Linked DNA regions of Columba livia: region 1 is linked to region 2. Evidence: chromatin contacts called from public Hi-C data. All regions are on one chromosome and are shown on one strand. Each heading gives the region's core, a stretch centred on a gene start, on an enhancer-like site or on the middle of the called end of the contact. The rest is flanking DNA. Distances are from core to core; before and after follow the strand shown.

Region 1 (3,816 bases), core at 1,317-3,816, 86 kb before region 2:
GGCCGCCATGGTGGAGGTGGCTGCTGGGCCTGCGCTCTGCCCCGGCCTCTGCGGCTCCTCCGGGGGATCGCAGCAGCAGCTCGGGAAAAGGGGGAGTTTGTTGTAAAACAGCTCTTGTCCTTGCCCCACTCACGTTAATGATCACAGAGCTGCAGGGTTTGAGGTGGGGTGCAAGCTGTGGCGGGTGGCCCTGTGCGTTCCTGGTTCCCACTGCTGCTGGCTGGAGCCTCTTCAATGGCCCAGGGAGGTTTGTCCCAGGGTGGCAGCATCCCCGGCTCCAGCTGAGGAAAACGAAGCCTCAGTAAATGCCAGCGCAGAGGTGCCACCAGCGCCCTGTCCCCATCAGCCATCCTGCCCCACCGCCCTCCGTCTCACCCTGTCCCCAATGTCGGCACGAGGGTCCCTGTGGGCAGCTCGGATCGTTTGCGGGAGCAGGGATGAACGCGGGCCATTCCCTCCCTTGCTCCCGTGTCAGGGCGAGCATCCCTGGAGCAGGGTGGGCTCAGTTCCCAGGGGGATGCTGGAGCTCTCCAGCTGCACCATTTCCAGGCGCTGCTGTTTGTCTTTTGTACAAGGAACGGTCACTCCATGCTGGGGGAGCGGAGGGCGAAGGACGCCCATCCCTGCAGCACCCTCCTCGGCGGGCTCAGCTCCATCTCCTGCCCCGGGCAGGGAGCGCTGGGACCCCCGAGGTCCCCACGCGGCAAGACACAGCGGAGGGGCCGTGGCTGGGGCTCAGGGGGGATGCCGCCTTAGTCCTGCGGGAGCTGGAGGGGGGGGCTGGGGGATAATTAATTAATTGGGACGGTGGGCGGGCGCTCCCCCGGTGGGTCCCGCCTCAGGCCCGGGGACTCTTATTTTGACCGCGGCGCCGCCGGGCGGGGCTGCCGGTGGCTCCTTCCCCACCCCGGGGCCTCCGGCCCTCGCTGTGTGTCGGGGTCTTCTCCTCGGCGCTCCGGTGCGCAGCGGGGGCCGGAGCGGCCGTGGCTCGGTCCCGGGTGGGGGCGATGGGGCGGTTACGGGTGTGTGGGCGCTGCTGGGTGATCTGGCAGCGTCGGGGTCGCTTTGTTGTTGCTTAGAGTGGATGTGGGGAACAATTTCTTCCCCAAAGGGCTGTGGGGCATTGGAACAGGCTGCCCAGGGCAGTGCTGGAGTCACCGTCCCTGGAGGGCTGGACAGACGGACATGAGGTTCTCAGGACACGGGGCAGTGCCAGGGGTGGGGTGGCAGTTGGACTCTAATCTTATGGGTCTTTTCCGGCCAAAATGACTTTATGATTAAAAACTTAGGCTAAATCTTGAGTTCCCTGGGTTTTTGTTGGCACTGCTCCTCCCTCCTGTGCCCCACCACCCCGAATCCTCCTGGTTTCACTGAACGCACCTTGTGCTGCAGTGGCAGCCCTGTGGGTGCTAACGAAGCTGTGCTGGGGATGGGGCGCCTGCACTGCGAGGGTGCCGGGACAGGCATGGTGGTAACCCCAACAGCAGACCAGGGTTTGTGGAGCACGTCCCCGGGAGCAGGTGGTGCCCGTGGCCTCTGATGACTCAGAGCAAGAGTCTGACTGCAAAGCAAACAAAGCCGTGTGTCCATCTGCCCGCAGAGAGGAGCCAGGAGGCTGTGTGGGGCTGCAGGAGCCACGGGAGGGAAGGTGTTCCTGGGGGGAGACGATAATAAATGTGTAAATTGACATCAGGGCTCCTGTTTCCTCCCAAGACACACACTCCCCTGCCCGGGGAGGCGGGTGCAGCAGTGTCTGGTGTGATTCCCCAGGTGGCAGGGGCTGTGGGGCTGAGGAGCCCTTGGAGGTGTTTATCACCCCCCTTGCGGTATCTTCTGCTTTACTGCAGAGCTGTAAAAGAGCTAATTGTTTTGCAATCATGGATTTATGGGCCTGGGCATTAGGAGGGGCCCTTTGGGGTTTGGGAGGGTGAAAGCGGCTATTGTGGGACCCTTGGGCCAGGACGGGGGGAGCCGCTGCTGCTCCCCCAGCCCGTCCAGCCCTGGCTTTAGCTGAGACAGACACCTGAGACCTTGTGTGCACTAGGCTGAAAATAACAGAAAAGTGGGAGAAGCTACAAAAGATGATTTTTAAAGTTTAAAGTAAGTTTTTTTGACAGGAGGACAGAGGGATTCTTTGACTTTTTCCAGGATCTTCTTGCACGCATTTTGTTTAGGTTTGTGGAAGAGTGCTGCTGCTGGGTGCTGTTGTCACAGGGTACGGTTTGGGAAACTCATTATCTACTCAATTAGAAACGACTGGTGCTCATTCCCCTCACACAGCTGAGCTGCTGCTATGGCTGGTGGGATAAATCCAATGGGGTGAGGGTCCAAAGCTGCCGCCTTGGGGGCTCTTGGTACAAATAGCGAAGGGTCTGTGGTCAGGGGGTGTCCATGTACTCTGTCCCCGTGTCACCCCATCACCATCCCAGCTGTACGGCCGCCTCCGGACGGGCGCCGCCATGATGCCGTACGGCTAGAGGTGCCCCGTGGGGGCCGCCATGCTGCCGCACGCATGCGCAGTGGCCGGCGGAGCGTCTCCATTGAGAAGAATGAGGGGAAAGGGGCGGAGCCAAGGCGTGAGGAGCCGCCGAGGGGGCGGGGCTACGCTCCGGGGCTCCGGCCATGGCCACAGTGGATGCCGAGGTGAGTGAGAGCGGCGGCGTCCATCTGCCCGGGCGGGGGGAAGGAAGATGGGGGAGCGTGGAGTGGTATCGCCCAGGGCCAGGCGGGTTCTGTCGGAGGCCGGGAGGGGGGCCGTGCCCCCGCCGCCCCATGGTTCAGTCCAACTCCTCTGAGGGGAAGAATGTGGGAGCTGCTGCCATTGTGTGTAGGGGGGCCCGGGACTCTGTATAAGTAACACCCCTCCACGGTGAGTCAGTGGTATGGGCCATACAGGTTTCGGGGTTCCCCCCCCAATGGGAGCCAGTGCGTGTGCCGGAGGCGGGGGGAGCGCCATCCATGTTCCGGGGTTTCCCCCCATGCGGCGCGGCGCCGGCGCGGCCCCATCCAGAGTCCAGGGCCGGGCGGGCGCGGCGGCGGCCGGGCCCCGCTATGAGCCATGCAGGTTCCCGGGCGGCGCGCACGGCAGCCGTGCGGGGGCAGGCATGAGCCATGCAGGGCCCCGGGCAGCGCGGCGGCCCCGGCCCGGCCCCCAGCCCGCCCCCGGCCCCGGGAGCAGCCCCGGCCCCGCCGCGGGGAGCCTGGAGGCGGCCGGGCCCGCAGCGCTGCCCGGAGCGCCCGGCGGCCCCGCGGGCGGGGAGCCCTGTGCCGGCCGGCGGGCCGGAACCGCCGGCTGTCGGGGAGGCGGGAGGTGGCGGAGTTTCCTTGGGAGAGCAGAACTCGGAGTTCTTCCTCAGAAAACTCTCCCAAGTTTCCTCAGAGGCCGAGCGGGCTCGCTTCCCCGCGCCGAGCCGGGGCTGGATCCCCCTTGGCCTCCCCTCGGTGAAAAGAATACATTCTCCCTCCTCGGAGGGTGACGGGAAGGCTGCGATGTGCTCTGGTTTATTGCTGTTATCGCTGTAGCGAGTTGAAATGCTCAAGGTTTGAGGAAATACCAGAATTGCATCCAAAATCCTCAGGGAAAATGAAGTTGGGCACATAATGACAATTAGCTGTAATTAGCCACATCACTAAGCGTCCCCGAAGAAAACAACACACAGCTCGACTACCCCATCAAGTTACACGAGTGGCACACGGGGCTCCAATACCTGTTGAGTTTGTGGTGTTTCTTTATGCCGGGCTGAAACTTTTTCCCTGGTTTTGTTGGAGTATGTAAACTCTTTCCATAAGCCTTTGCCCCCAGGTACAGATTGCAGC
Region 2 (3,900 bases), core at 467-2,966:
CGTGGCAAAATCAATTCATTGAAGAGAGAATGCCCTAGAGACTTATAGGAGAGAGGGGGACCCCAGGATTTCTAAGTAAACAAAAGGTATATGAAAGAGTTTCTTCTGGTGTACATGGTGGCTTGATAGTTCTGTCCCTGGATAAATCAGAGAGAGGGATAGCAAAGGCCACGCTTTCTGCTAGATTCCTTTTCGTAATAGGATAAGTGACTCATAGGTGTTGTAAGAATATTATATGTGTGAATAGTGGCTTCTTCAGACTGTCTTGTCCTCAGAGAATGTTATAAATAATTATGAGCACCCCGCTGCACTCTCTAATGGTTGGAAATTAGCAGTTACTCATTTCATACTTTTTTTAGAGTTTCTAACAAATAATATAGTGTGACATAATAATGCAGGGACTTCTTCACCTGGACAGTGCAGCTTTTCAAGTGTTAATCACATTTCCTTAGCTCATAAGTAAAGTCAAGTCGATGGTCCCCTCCTGCCACCCCCGCAGCCCCTGGGCTCTGTGTGTCACCAGTGTCACAGCCACAGGTAGACTTTGCAGCTGGAATTTGGGTAAGTTGGATCAGAGACGATGAGCCCAGGTTCAAATCCATTCTCTTTTGCTGTAGGGGTGTTGATTCTGCAGGAGAAGTGGAGTTAAACAGAATTAGAGAGGAAGTCTAGTTTTGTTGAGGAAAAGCAGCAAAGCAAACCTCCGCTAGCCCAGAGGGACAGTCGGTGGGCGACGAGCAGGCTCCGCGCTCCTGACTCCTGCTCGTGGCGGCAGCGCGCAGTAAACCAGGCACAGATTTCAGTAGGGATGTTTCCTTGTAGCAGCCTTTCATGTTTATATTTCTGGATTACAATTGTCCTTTTCCAAGCACCTGGGGAGAGCCAAGGTTATGATCAAGAGCAGCTAAAGGAACCCAAAGAGCGTCACATCATGCTCGCAGGTGGCAGCTGAGATGTGAAAATGTCATCAACGTGATCTTTGTAACGCTCACTGGGGAAAAGCGAACCCAAATTATGGAGCCTGCTGTCATTAACAGAGAACAGCAAGGTGGTGCACGAGGAGGCAGCTTTTTAAGCCCAGAGCTGTACATTGGTGAAGTCCTTCGGAAAACATACTCAAAATATGACTTTAGGCGAGCTCTCGTGAACGCCTGCCTGTTCATTGCTGTGGTCTGGGCAGGGGCCAGTGCTGGAACCAGTACAGACGATAACTTTGCTGGCAGCGAAGAGCAATTATTTTTCGCTTTATCTTCCTGTGACTTATACTTCTGAACAGTAACAAGATTTAGTGCGTATGGTCTTGTTCTCTTGGTCACCACCACCCGCTCTTCCTGGCAAAAGGCGAGCGTGTGTTGTGTGAGTCAGGCCCCTGGGACTGCCCCTGCTGCCGCTGCTTGGCTGCTGCCTGTTTCCAGTTACAAGCAACTCAGGGTCCCCATGCATGCTAGTTAGTAAAGGATACGTTTCTTCCTGAAAGAGCAGCTTTCACAGCTTCCTGCCGCACCGCTAATGCTATCTGGCACGCGTCTGAATTACTGTGACAAAACCAGGGCTCATCGAGGCAGTGTGCAAAAGAAATCGTCCTCCGCACAAGCACAGAGAGTGTTCTTGGTCTCCAGTAATTTCATTTCCTTTAATTTCTCCTATTCCAGCTGGGCCGATGCACAAACAGTGTGGTTAAGTATGAACTGATGCGCCCGTCTAACAAAGTCCAGCTTTTGGTGCTGTGTGAGGACCATAGAGGGAGGATGGTGAAACACCAGTGTTGCCCTGGCTGTGGATACTTTTGCACTGCAGTAAGTCCCTGCTCTCAATCTAGGGAAGGGGGGACCTGTCGCAGGAGCTGGAAGAGCTGACGGTGGAGATGGTACCTAAAGGGGTTTACTGGCTGCCTGGCATCAGCTCCACCTCATTCCACAGCACGTCAGGTGGTGTTTTCAACAGGAATGTGTGTGAGGGTAGCTGCCATTGTCACCTTTACCATCCTGGAGACCCCAAGGGGTGTTACTGAAGGGTTTTCACCGGGATTGCACACAAAGGAAGTCTTCCCTTAGGGATTTCTTTGGAATGAGGGTGATTGGTTTTTTTTTGTTTCTCTGGGCATATGAATCACATCAAAAAATGTATTACCTGGGTTTGTAAATGAATCTGTGTGCACAAGAGTGGTTCTGTCCCCGCCTGCTGATGAGGGTTTAGATGGGGAACCTGAGTGATGGTGCTGGGACAGGCAGTGTTGGAGATCTGCTGCTGCTTCTTCCACCTCTGCCACCGAGGATTTTAATAGCGTGGTTCGGTCCTTTAAGTTGTCAGCATCCTGGTAAAGCTGAAAAACACCAGTCGAGGGCCTCACAGGGTGATGGGGAGGCTTAATTGTCTGATGCAAGTGTTTGTCAATGAAAGATGCTACGGTAGTTTCAAGCATTATTATAAGTGTAATAAATGGAGCCATCCTGGGTTTTCCTGCTGAGTCAAAGATCATTTAAAAGATAAAATCCTCAAAACCCATGAAGGCTGAAATAGAGTTGATCAGATTGCTTGGGAGGACCATGAATTAAGAAGAGTGGGTTTTAACTGACCTTTCCTTACACGCTCTTGGATCTCTGAGCGACATCTCATAGTTCACGCAGGTGAAGCTGGGAGTGTTTGTCCGTCACTAACAACACAGAGCGCAGCAGGGCTTCAGGTAGCACTGATATCACAGGGCAGCCAATTCTGGGGTACCCTCAGTTCAGTTCGGAGGACTTTGCCAGAAAGGGAAAAGAATTTTAAGAGTTGCCCCAGTCTGAATGAGCAGTCGGCCACATTATTTGGGTTAAACAGCATACGGGGCTGGTCCAAGCAGAAAAGTCTCATGCTTTAGGTTATATTGGGGTTTGGTCCTTGAATATTTGTGCACAGCTTGGTTAGGTAGTCTCAATGCCGGTACACGGGTCTGAAGTTTTCTCTTCCAGTTTTGAGGGCGTCCTTACAGTACACTGGCACTTCTGGAAATGTAAGAACTTCACGTGTTCGAGGAAAGAGCTGAAAATTGGGACTTATTGGTTTTGTTTCCCAAATGCAATTAAAAAACTTGCTTTGCAGTCCCTAACCAAGTGAGTTTTTTTCCCGTGACCTTGGTTTTGTTCTCTTCTAAAGAAGTGGCAGTGCTCGCTTACTGTATTGGAAGCGCCAGGGACAAGAGTGGTGCTGAATGAAGTATTTGGGAGATCTGCGGATGGAGCATGTGCAAGGGTGAGGCACGTGGTGACCGAGGTGTGAACTTCTCCTCTGTGGTTTCTTTAGGGCACTTTCATGGAGTGTCAGCCCGAGAGCAGCATCTCCCACCGTTTCCACAAGAACTGTGCCTCCCAGGTCAACGACATGAGCTACTGCCCACACTGCGGGGAAGACGCCTCCAAGGCCAAGGAGGTGACAATAGCAAAAGCTGACACGACCTCAACGGTGTCACTGACCTACGAGCAGCAGAAACCAGCGGCTGTGGAGGGAAGAGCTGACACCACGACGGGGAGGTGAGCCTGGGAGCACCCAGAGATCCCAAACCTTGCACCAAACCGGGCTTTGCATTTGGACACTTGCACTTCTCCTGGTGGAGCAAAGTGCTTGCTGGTCCTGCTCTGACAAGCCAAACTCAGCTGCAGGAATCTGCAAGCGTGTTTCGTCGTGCTCACTGTCACACAGAGTCACACAGAGTCACACAGAATGTCAGGGGTTGAAGGGCCCTGGAAAGCTCATCCAGTGCAATCCCCCCATGGAGCAGGAACACCCAGATGAGGTTACACAGGAAGGTGTCCAGGCGGGTTGGAATGTCTGCAGAGAAGGAGACTCCACAACCTCCCTGGGCAGCCTGGGCCAGGCTCTGCCACCCTCACCAGGAAGAAGTTTCTTGTGTGTTGGAGAAGA

What was found. Hi-C and Micro-C count contacts between places; a contact is called where the count stands out from the background.
Region 1: a contact with region 2 is called in a Hi-C map of liver, with 4 times the contacts expected there. The contact joins the promoter of EHMT1 here to the enhancer-like site in region 2. A contact is called at or near these places in 2 of 2 Hi-C or Micro-C datasets (crop and liver).

The regions. Positions count from the first base shown.
Region 1 is chr19:9,168,152-9,171,967 of bColLiv1.pat.W.v2, reverse strand. It overlaps EHMT1 (euchromatic histone lysine methyltransferase 1), which reads left to right and starts at 2,566. Exons shown (of 28, transcript XM_065036005.1): 1 at 2,566-2,643. The coding sequence starts at 2,623.
Region 2 is chr19:9,081,422-9,085,321 of bColLiv1.pat.W.v2, reverse strand. EHMT1 (euchromatic histone lysine methyltransferase 1) reads left to right here. Exons shown (of 28, transcript XM_065036005.1): 12 at 1,653-1,796; 13 at 3,283-3,509. Among named protein-coding and RNA genes, the nearest start is that of CACNA1B, 53 kb to the right of the region's middle. Within about 2 kb of position 1,716, at least 1 of the 3 cell types and tissues checked has an H3K27ac peak away from gene starts, as active enhancers do.